Linked DNA regions of Mus musculus: region 1 is linked to region 2. A link is a contact called in public targeted proximity ligation data. All regions are on one chromosome and are shown on one strand. The core of a region is the stretch at or near the end of the contact, and the rest is flanking DNA. Distances in the headings are between cores, read along the strand shown. Region 1 holds the start of Malat1 (metastasis associated lung adenocarcinoma transcript 1 (non-coding RNA)). Region 2 holds the start of Kcnk7 (potassium channel, subfamily K, member 7).

Evidence for each region.
Region 1: a targeted proximity ligation map of embryonic stem cells shows a contact between it and region 2, with 5 read pairs. A contact is called at or near these places in 5 of 130 datasets of targeted methods (craniofacial prominence, embryonic fibroblasts, embryonic stem cells and 2 more) and 3 of 9 other capture datasets (adipose tissue, liver and pancreatic islet).

What each region holds. Positions count from the first base shown.
Region 1 is chr19:5,801,059-5,804,520 of GRCm38.p6, reverse strand. It overlaps Malat1 (metastasis associated lung adenocarcinoma transcript 1 (non-coding RNA)), which reads left to right and starts at 1,849. Exons shown (of 1, transcript NR_002847.3): 1 at 1,849-3,462.
Region 2 is chr19:5,702,988-5,706,710 of GRCm38.p6, reverse strand. It overlaps Kcnk7 (potassium channel, subfamily K, member 7), which reads right to left and starts at 2,240. Exons shown (of 3, transcript NM_010609.3): 1 at 1,917-2,240; 2 at 246-644; 3 at 1-8. The coding sequence starts at 2,235.

The DNA.
Region 1 (3,462 bases), core at 600-3,099, 98 kb before region 2:
GCTTCTTACAGACAGAAAAAGAGAAAAGTAGGGCAGTTTTGCAAGGGTCACCTGAAAGCTGCTTAAACAAGCCCCAGGCTTGGTACACACAGCTTTAATCCAGCACTTGTGTAAGGACCTGAGTTTGAGGCCAGCCTGGTCCAGAAACCCTGTCTCAGGAAAAATAAATAAGGAAGAAAGAAAAAGCTTAAACTGGCCATTGGGATGGGAAGGGAGGCAATGGTCTAACACTGGACCTCCAGCTTTGCTAGAGCCCCACCTCAGTCTAAGGGTGCCTCTCTCCTTTAGTTTTATAATAGAATATTCATGTAATTTTATGTCCTTAGTGACTATCAGCCTGTATGGTCATTAAGTTCTGTCTACCCTGGGAAAGCCTCTGCCCAAACCTCCCTATTCACAGGTCCTAGAACGTAGAGGTGGGGAGCAGGACGGTGCCGCCAGGCCGTGTGCGATCGCGAGCTCTGGATCTCAATGCGCCCCGGGGCGCTGTTTCCCACGACTCCAGCAGCTTTTCTAAAAATCCAGGCAGCCTCCAGTTTACGGGATCAACCCGAGACTCGCTTCCCTTTGAAAATTCTAGAGTATAAAGTAAACGTACGAGCAAAGTATGTGTCTTAACACTTAATGGATGACATAGAGACCAAAAAAGCCATGTCCGTGGGCCCAGTAGGCCGCAATAAGGGGCGACCAGGAAACTGCAGCACAGCCCCCCGCAGCCGCCCTGCTCCCACACCAGTCATTCCAGCACCGTGGTGAAGGCGCTTGGGGGCGGGGCGGGGCGCGCCTGCGCAGCGAGGCTCTGCAGCAGAAACTTTGCCTAGACCGGCTGGAACCGGTTAGAACCGGTCGAACCCGGCCGGCTGCCAGCCCTCGATTCAGCAGCTCACAAAGGGAGGCGGCGACTCACGACCCGCGTATCCTTGCGCCTCTCCCCACCCCCTTTGTCCTCGCGACGGGTTCCGCGGTCCTCCCCGCCCTCCCTGGCGCGGCCCCCGCTTTCTGCGCCCAGTGACGCTTTCTCCATGGTCCTGGGAGAAAGAGAAAAACATCCTTTCCCCTCCGTCGTAGTTTTAGGAAGCGATGAGATAGACCTGGGGACCTTGCCGCCACGGGCCGGGCTCTGACGGTTATTAGCGCAGTGCGGGTGGTGCTCGGCATGGCCGCCAAGGTCGCCGTGCCCTCACCTGCAGCGACCATGGCCTTGCTGGGCTGAGACCGCAGCCTAACATGGCGGACGTAGGCAAGCACCAAAGCGCTCGTGTACCCGGGCTCGGAAAAGTGGCCCCGAGAGCAGCCGGAGGCTGCAGGTCGTCCCTACAGGAGCATTCCCAGTATAAACCAGTACAAAGTGTCACCACCTCAGAAGCCACTCGCAGGGCCGGTCACTTTCCGAGAGACCTCCATCTTGTTTCGCATGAAATGGCAGCCGCTCGGGGAGTTACAAAATGGGAAGTGGAAGCTGAAGCTGTGGGAAAGCCTGTTTTAACACTTGCAACATACGCTATACCCTCTGTCCTCCCAGGAAAACGCAAAAGGTGTTGAAACATCTGAAAAACTTGGGGCTCCCATTTTTAATAGCTATTAGTTCATGTTTTTTCTCCTTGTGACCAGAAATTTTAAACCTATTTGTACCTATTTAGCTGGTACAAGCTAAACATTTCTCTGTATTAGCAAGGTCCAAGAGGCCCACACGACGTCAAGAAAAATCTAGAAACTTGGAAGTCAGGATCTATTTTTAACTCTCTGAGGAACTATTTTTCTTCCTTCACCAAGGTGGTGGAGGGTTACTAGGTTCCGGTGGAGTGACGTGTCCCTTTGCAATAAATACCGGCGCTCCGGGCTCTGCGTCAGGCATTCAGGCAGCGAGAGCAGAGCAGCGTAGAGCAGCACAGCTGAGCTCGTGAGGCAGGAGACTCAGCCCGAGGAAATCGCAGATAAGTTTTTAATTAAAAAGATTGAGCAGTAAAAAGAATTAGAACTCTAAACTTAAGCTAATAGAGTAGCTTATCGAAATATTACTTAGTCTTAATAATCTAAGAAGATCTTAAGAGATAACATGAAGGCTTATTTAAACAGTTTGAAAAAGGAAATGAGGAGAAAAGTATTTGTACTGTATAATGGAGGCTGACCAGAGCAGTTTAGGAGATTGTAAAGGGAGGTTTTGTGAAGTTCTAAAAGGTTCTAGTTTGAAGGTCGGCCTTGTAGATTAAAACGAAGGTTACCTAAATAGAATCTAAGTGGCATTTAAAACAGTAAAGTTGTAGAGAATAGTTTGAAAATGAGGTGTAGTTTTAAAAGATTGAGAAAAGTAGGTTAAGTTGACGGCCGTTATAAAAATCCTTCGACTGGCGCATGTACGTTTGAAGGCATGAGTTGGAAACAGGGAAGATGGAAGTGTTAGGCTAGCCGGGCGATGGTGGCGCACGCCTTTAATCCTAGCACTTGGGAGGCAGAGGCAGGCGGATTTCTGAGTTCGAGGCCAGCCTGGTCTACAGAGTGAGTTCCAGGACAGCCAGGGCTACACAGAGAAACCCTGTCTTGAAAAAACAAAAAGGTTAGGCTAGTATTTGGAGAAAGAAGATTAGAAAATGGAAGTGAAAGACGAAGAAGACATACAGGAAGGTGAAGAAAAAGCTGTTAGAGAAGATAGGAAAATAGAAGACAAAGCATCTTTAGAAGACAGAAAAGGTACTTAAAGGCACAGGTAGTAGGAAGCCGAAGAATAGAAGATAGAAAGAAGCAAGATAGAAAAACAAAATGGAAGTTAAGACAACTTTGGATGCCAGCATTCAAGATAGGCAAAGAAGATAAGATTGAGGCCAAAAGGTTGGATAAGATATAAAGTCAGAAGGAAATTATCTTTAAAGCCATAAGTTCAAATTTCTGATGGAGCGAGCAGTTTAGAAGAGTCTTTAGACAGCCACATACAAGATTGAAGCTAGCAATCAAAGCTACTAGGACTGAAGTAAAAAGTTAAGGCAGAATGCCTTTGAAGAGTTAGAAGAATATTAAAAGCCTTAACTTGTAGCTTAATTTTGCTTGATGACAAAAGGACTTTTGATAACAGTTTCAAGATTGTCAGCATTTTGCATTGGACTTGAGCTGAGGTGCTTTTAAAATCCTAACGACTAGCATTGGCAGCTGACCCAGGTCTACACAGAAGTGCATTCAGTGAACTAGGAAGACAGGAGCGGCAGACAGGAGTCCCGAAGCCAGTTTGGTGAAGCTAGGAAGGACTGAGGAGCCAGCAGCAGCAGTGCATGGTGAAGATAGCCCAGGAAAGAGTGCGGTTCGGTGGAGGAAGCTAGGAAGAAGGAGCCATACGGATGTGGTGGTGAAGCTGGGAAAGGGTTCCAGGATGGTGGAGCGAGAGCGAGTTGGTGATGAAGCTAGCTGGCGGCTTGGCTTGTCAACTGCGCGGAGGAGGCGAGCAGGCATTGTGGAGAGGATAGATAGCGGCTC
Region 2 (3,723 bases), core at 991-3,490:
CAAGTAACCTGGGGAGAAGAGGCAGTAGGGGCAGCTCTTAGGGTGCTCAGAATACCCCCCCCCCCACTTCCCAGTGTGACCATCCACCCTGGCACTACTTGAAACTCTCAACATGGCTCCCAGTGTTCTTTAAACTACAACACCCATTTTGTGCCCTAGGGTAGGATCTCTGTGAATTGTAGTCCCTAGTGGTCTATGGGAGTTGTAGTCCAGACCCTCTCTACCCTCCTCTTTTCTGGACTCACCAAGAAGTGCAAACTGCCCAAGGTGGTAAATGGCTGGGTGCAGGCCACGTCCATGGGCAGGCAGCAAGTCTCCTAGGCCGATCGTGCTGAGTGAGCCGAAACAGAAGTAGATGGCTTCTAGCAGGCTGCAGTCACCCTGTACACCCCACAGCACCAGTGCTGGCAGCAGCATGAAGACACAGGCCACCAGGAGGCCCAGTCCTGCTGCCTGTAGCAGAGCAGCCTGAGCTGGTGCCAGCTGCCAGCGAATGGCTACCCAGTCACCTGGGCGACTGAACACAGGCAGCAAGCAGTGGCGCAGGGCAGCCACAAGTGCTAGAGAGGCTGGCAGCCCAAGGGCTGCATAGACCACACAGAAGGCCTTTCCACCTGAGGAGAGTGGGGCCATGTGGCCATAACCTGGAAAAGAGAGAGAAGAGGGCAGCAAGCTTTTGAGTGGGCTGCCCCTGGCGGTCACTTTTTCTCCATCACCTCCCACAGAAGTCTGCCTTTTGGTGATGACATGAATGCTTCAGGCTGGGGTCCTCTTTTCACTGGATGGTGGACTGGCTTCTTAACCTCACTGGGTTACTGTTGTCTTTTCTGGAAAATTAATTCTGAAGACAGATGCCCTAGGCTGTCTGTAGCTGGAACAATTTAAAGCTGATTCTGGCTTTGAGAGACCCTTCCTCTTTATCTGTACTTCAGATGGAGACCAGGGAGCCCCATGCCTTCTAGGCAAGCGCTCCACAACTAATGTCTCCCCAGCCAGATCCTGACTTCCTGGGTTTGTCAGTTCTTATTTTTACCATTATTTCCAAATCTTCAACCTGTGGCATGCCATCCGCCTTCTTTCCCCAAATGTGTATCTGCCCGGGCTCTGGGTTATGGGAGGGAAGCAGGCAAGGGAACAAGACGTTCTGAAAAGAGGCAGCATGCACGAGAGACAGCATTTAGAGCCAGAGAAGCAGGGAGCAAGAAAGGGAGAGGTAGGAGACTGGGGCATGCTGGGAGAACAAGATCAGCAGGGTCCATGGGTTACAAAGGCCAAAGCTCCTAGGAGTCAGCTGTGAGGTAAGAGTGTAGTGAAGACTGGGTGGGCCAGCGGCCATGTGGTCTAGAGGCAGGCTCCATCCTGCTCCAGCCAATTGGAAAGGAAGTTAGAGATACATATTTCACTTTGAAAAGTATTTAGACTATTAGCAGGACAATGAAACAAAACCAACCCCCTAGGACTAGTTCTGTGCCTAAGCACATCTGTTCTCTTAGCCAGGAATTTCGCTAACCCGACCTACTTCTGCACCCTGTTCACTGGGCTCTGAGCACATCATCACCACTTCCTCCCCTCAGACTTCCTCGAGGGCGGCTCTAAGCTGTGCTTCCTACAGCATCTCTCTAGCCAAGAGTCTATCCCACCCAGATGTATTCTCTGTCTGGCTTCAGGCCTATGTGACCCGGGTTTCTCTGCTGGATGCAGAGTGCTGAGGGGCGGGGCTGGGGAGGCCACACCCCTCCTGGCAGCTTAAGTGGAGGCACCAGTTGGGGTGTGTTGTGTGGGGAGCCCCACTTGTGATGTCAGGTCTGATAGAGCCGTGGCTTTGTCTGGAGCTTTGGGGTGGGGGAAGGGCTTGCACCCTAGAGCTCTTGGGTCCTCCTCCTGGTTTGCTTGGTGGTAGTGGTGGTAGTGCCTACCGGTGGTGGTGAGGATGCTGGCAGTGAACAGCAGAGCTGAGGGCAGATCCCAGTTGCTTGTCTCTGAGCTGTTGCCCAGGCTGGAAACTCCATGGGCCTGTGCTCTCAGGACCGCACCTAGCAGCTCCTCCAGGGCCTCAGGTGGCAAGCAGGCCCTGTGCTCTGCCTGGAAGCTAGCCAGTTCAGCCTGGACCTGGGCCTGGAGGTGGCGAGCTGGAGGGCCCTCCAGGGCCTGAAGCACCACAGCCCCAAGGCCCATGGCCAGCAGGTGGGCCATAAGCAGGAGCAGGTATCGGGCCCATGGTTTCAGACTCCCCATAGCATGGCACTGAGTCTGGGAAGGTGAGGGAGTAGGCTAAGCCACCAGTGGCACCAGGGAGGGGCTGCGAAGGGCGTGGCGGGGAGGAGGTGCTGCGTGGGTAGGCGGCTGAGATGACTAGAATGAACGTGAATGAGGGAGGTGAGCCACAGCACGCCCAGTTTCTGGGGCAAGACATGGCAGCCGGGCACTGGGGGTGGGCGGAGGAAGACACTGTGGTGAGAAGACTGACTGGGTGAGAAAAGCCTGGAGAGATCCTCACACGAACGTACGCAAAGTCACGCCTCCTTGGTCACATATGCATCACTCATTCAGACACCAGGGAAGATGACAGACACAGGTTTGTCCTCTCCTGCTGCTCCCATAAGAAATCTGCTGACAAACTACCAGGGAGCAGCCTGCGGGGAGGGCAAACTTCCCAGGAAAACTCTTTGAAGGAAGTAATATTCCAACCAGAGAACAAGCTAGTTATGGTGCTGGAAAGATGGTCTGCTGTGAGGAACACTTGCTGTTCTTCCAGAGGACCTTGGTTCGATTCCTGGCACCTACATGGTGGCTCACGACTGCCAGTGACTCTAGTTCCAGGTTACCTGAGAGCCTTCCCCTGGCACAGGTATACCAGGTACACTTGTGGTAAAGACCCATGCAGGCAAAACAGCAATCTATATAAAAATATAGGGCCAAGTGTGATGGCGAATGCCTTCAAGATTTCTGTGAGTTCAAGGCTAACCTGATCTACAAAGCAGGTTCGAAGTCAGGGCAATAGAGTAAGATTGTCTAAAATAAAATAAAAGTTTAAAGATAACATCAGGGAAAAAGTCATATAGGAGTCAGAGACCAACCATGAAGAAGGGGCTGAGGAGACAGGTTGTTGTTGGCAAGTAGACCAAAGATCTTGTGAGGATGCTGAAGCATTCTGGGTGGGACAGTGATCGCCTAAGCAGAGGGTGGGAGAGGCTCTGTGGGACTCAGAATAGACACAGTTGGAGAGAGCATGAGGTAAGGGCGCTTGGTGTTCCTGACTCTTTGTTCTGGCTCTTGCTGCAGATCTCCTGCCTCTGCCTGGCTGGACTGCAGACCTGGAATGGCTACTTTGTGTAAATTGGGGGAGCTTCATTCATAAACCATGGAAGGACTGCCCTAAGGCATTGACTGGGTGGGAACCTCAAGGCCAGGTCCAGGCCACCAGGGAGGGTCACCATGCTTCCAGGTGGGTGGGCTTCCCCATATCCAGAATATGAGAGGCAAACCCAGGGCAAACCCTTGAGATTTTTCCCAGAGGTGAGTATCTCCCTGGGGTGAAGACGACACATCCTGGGAAAGGTTCCTAGAGATGACATCGCAGCTGGGCCTAGCAGGCAGACAGGGACCACCGGCAACAAGGAACCTCCGGGCAAAGCATCACTTGAATGGTAGAGATGGCTCAAGGAAAAGCCTGGCAATGGTGAGAGGCTGGCTGGGCTGGGCCTTAGCGACTACCCAGTTGCT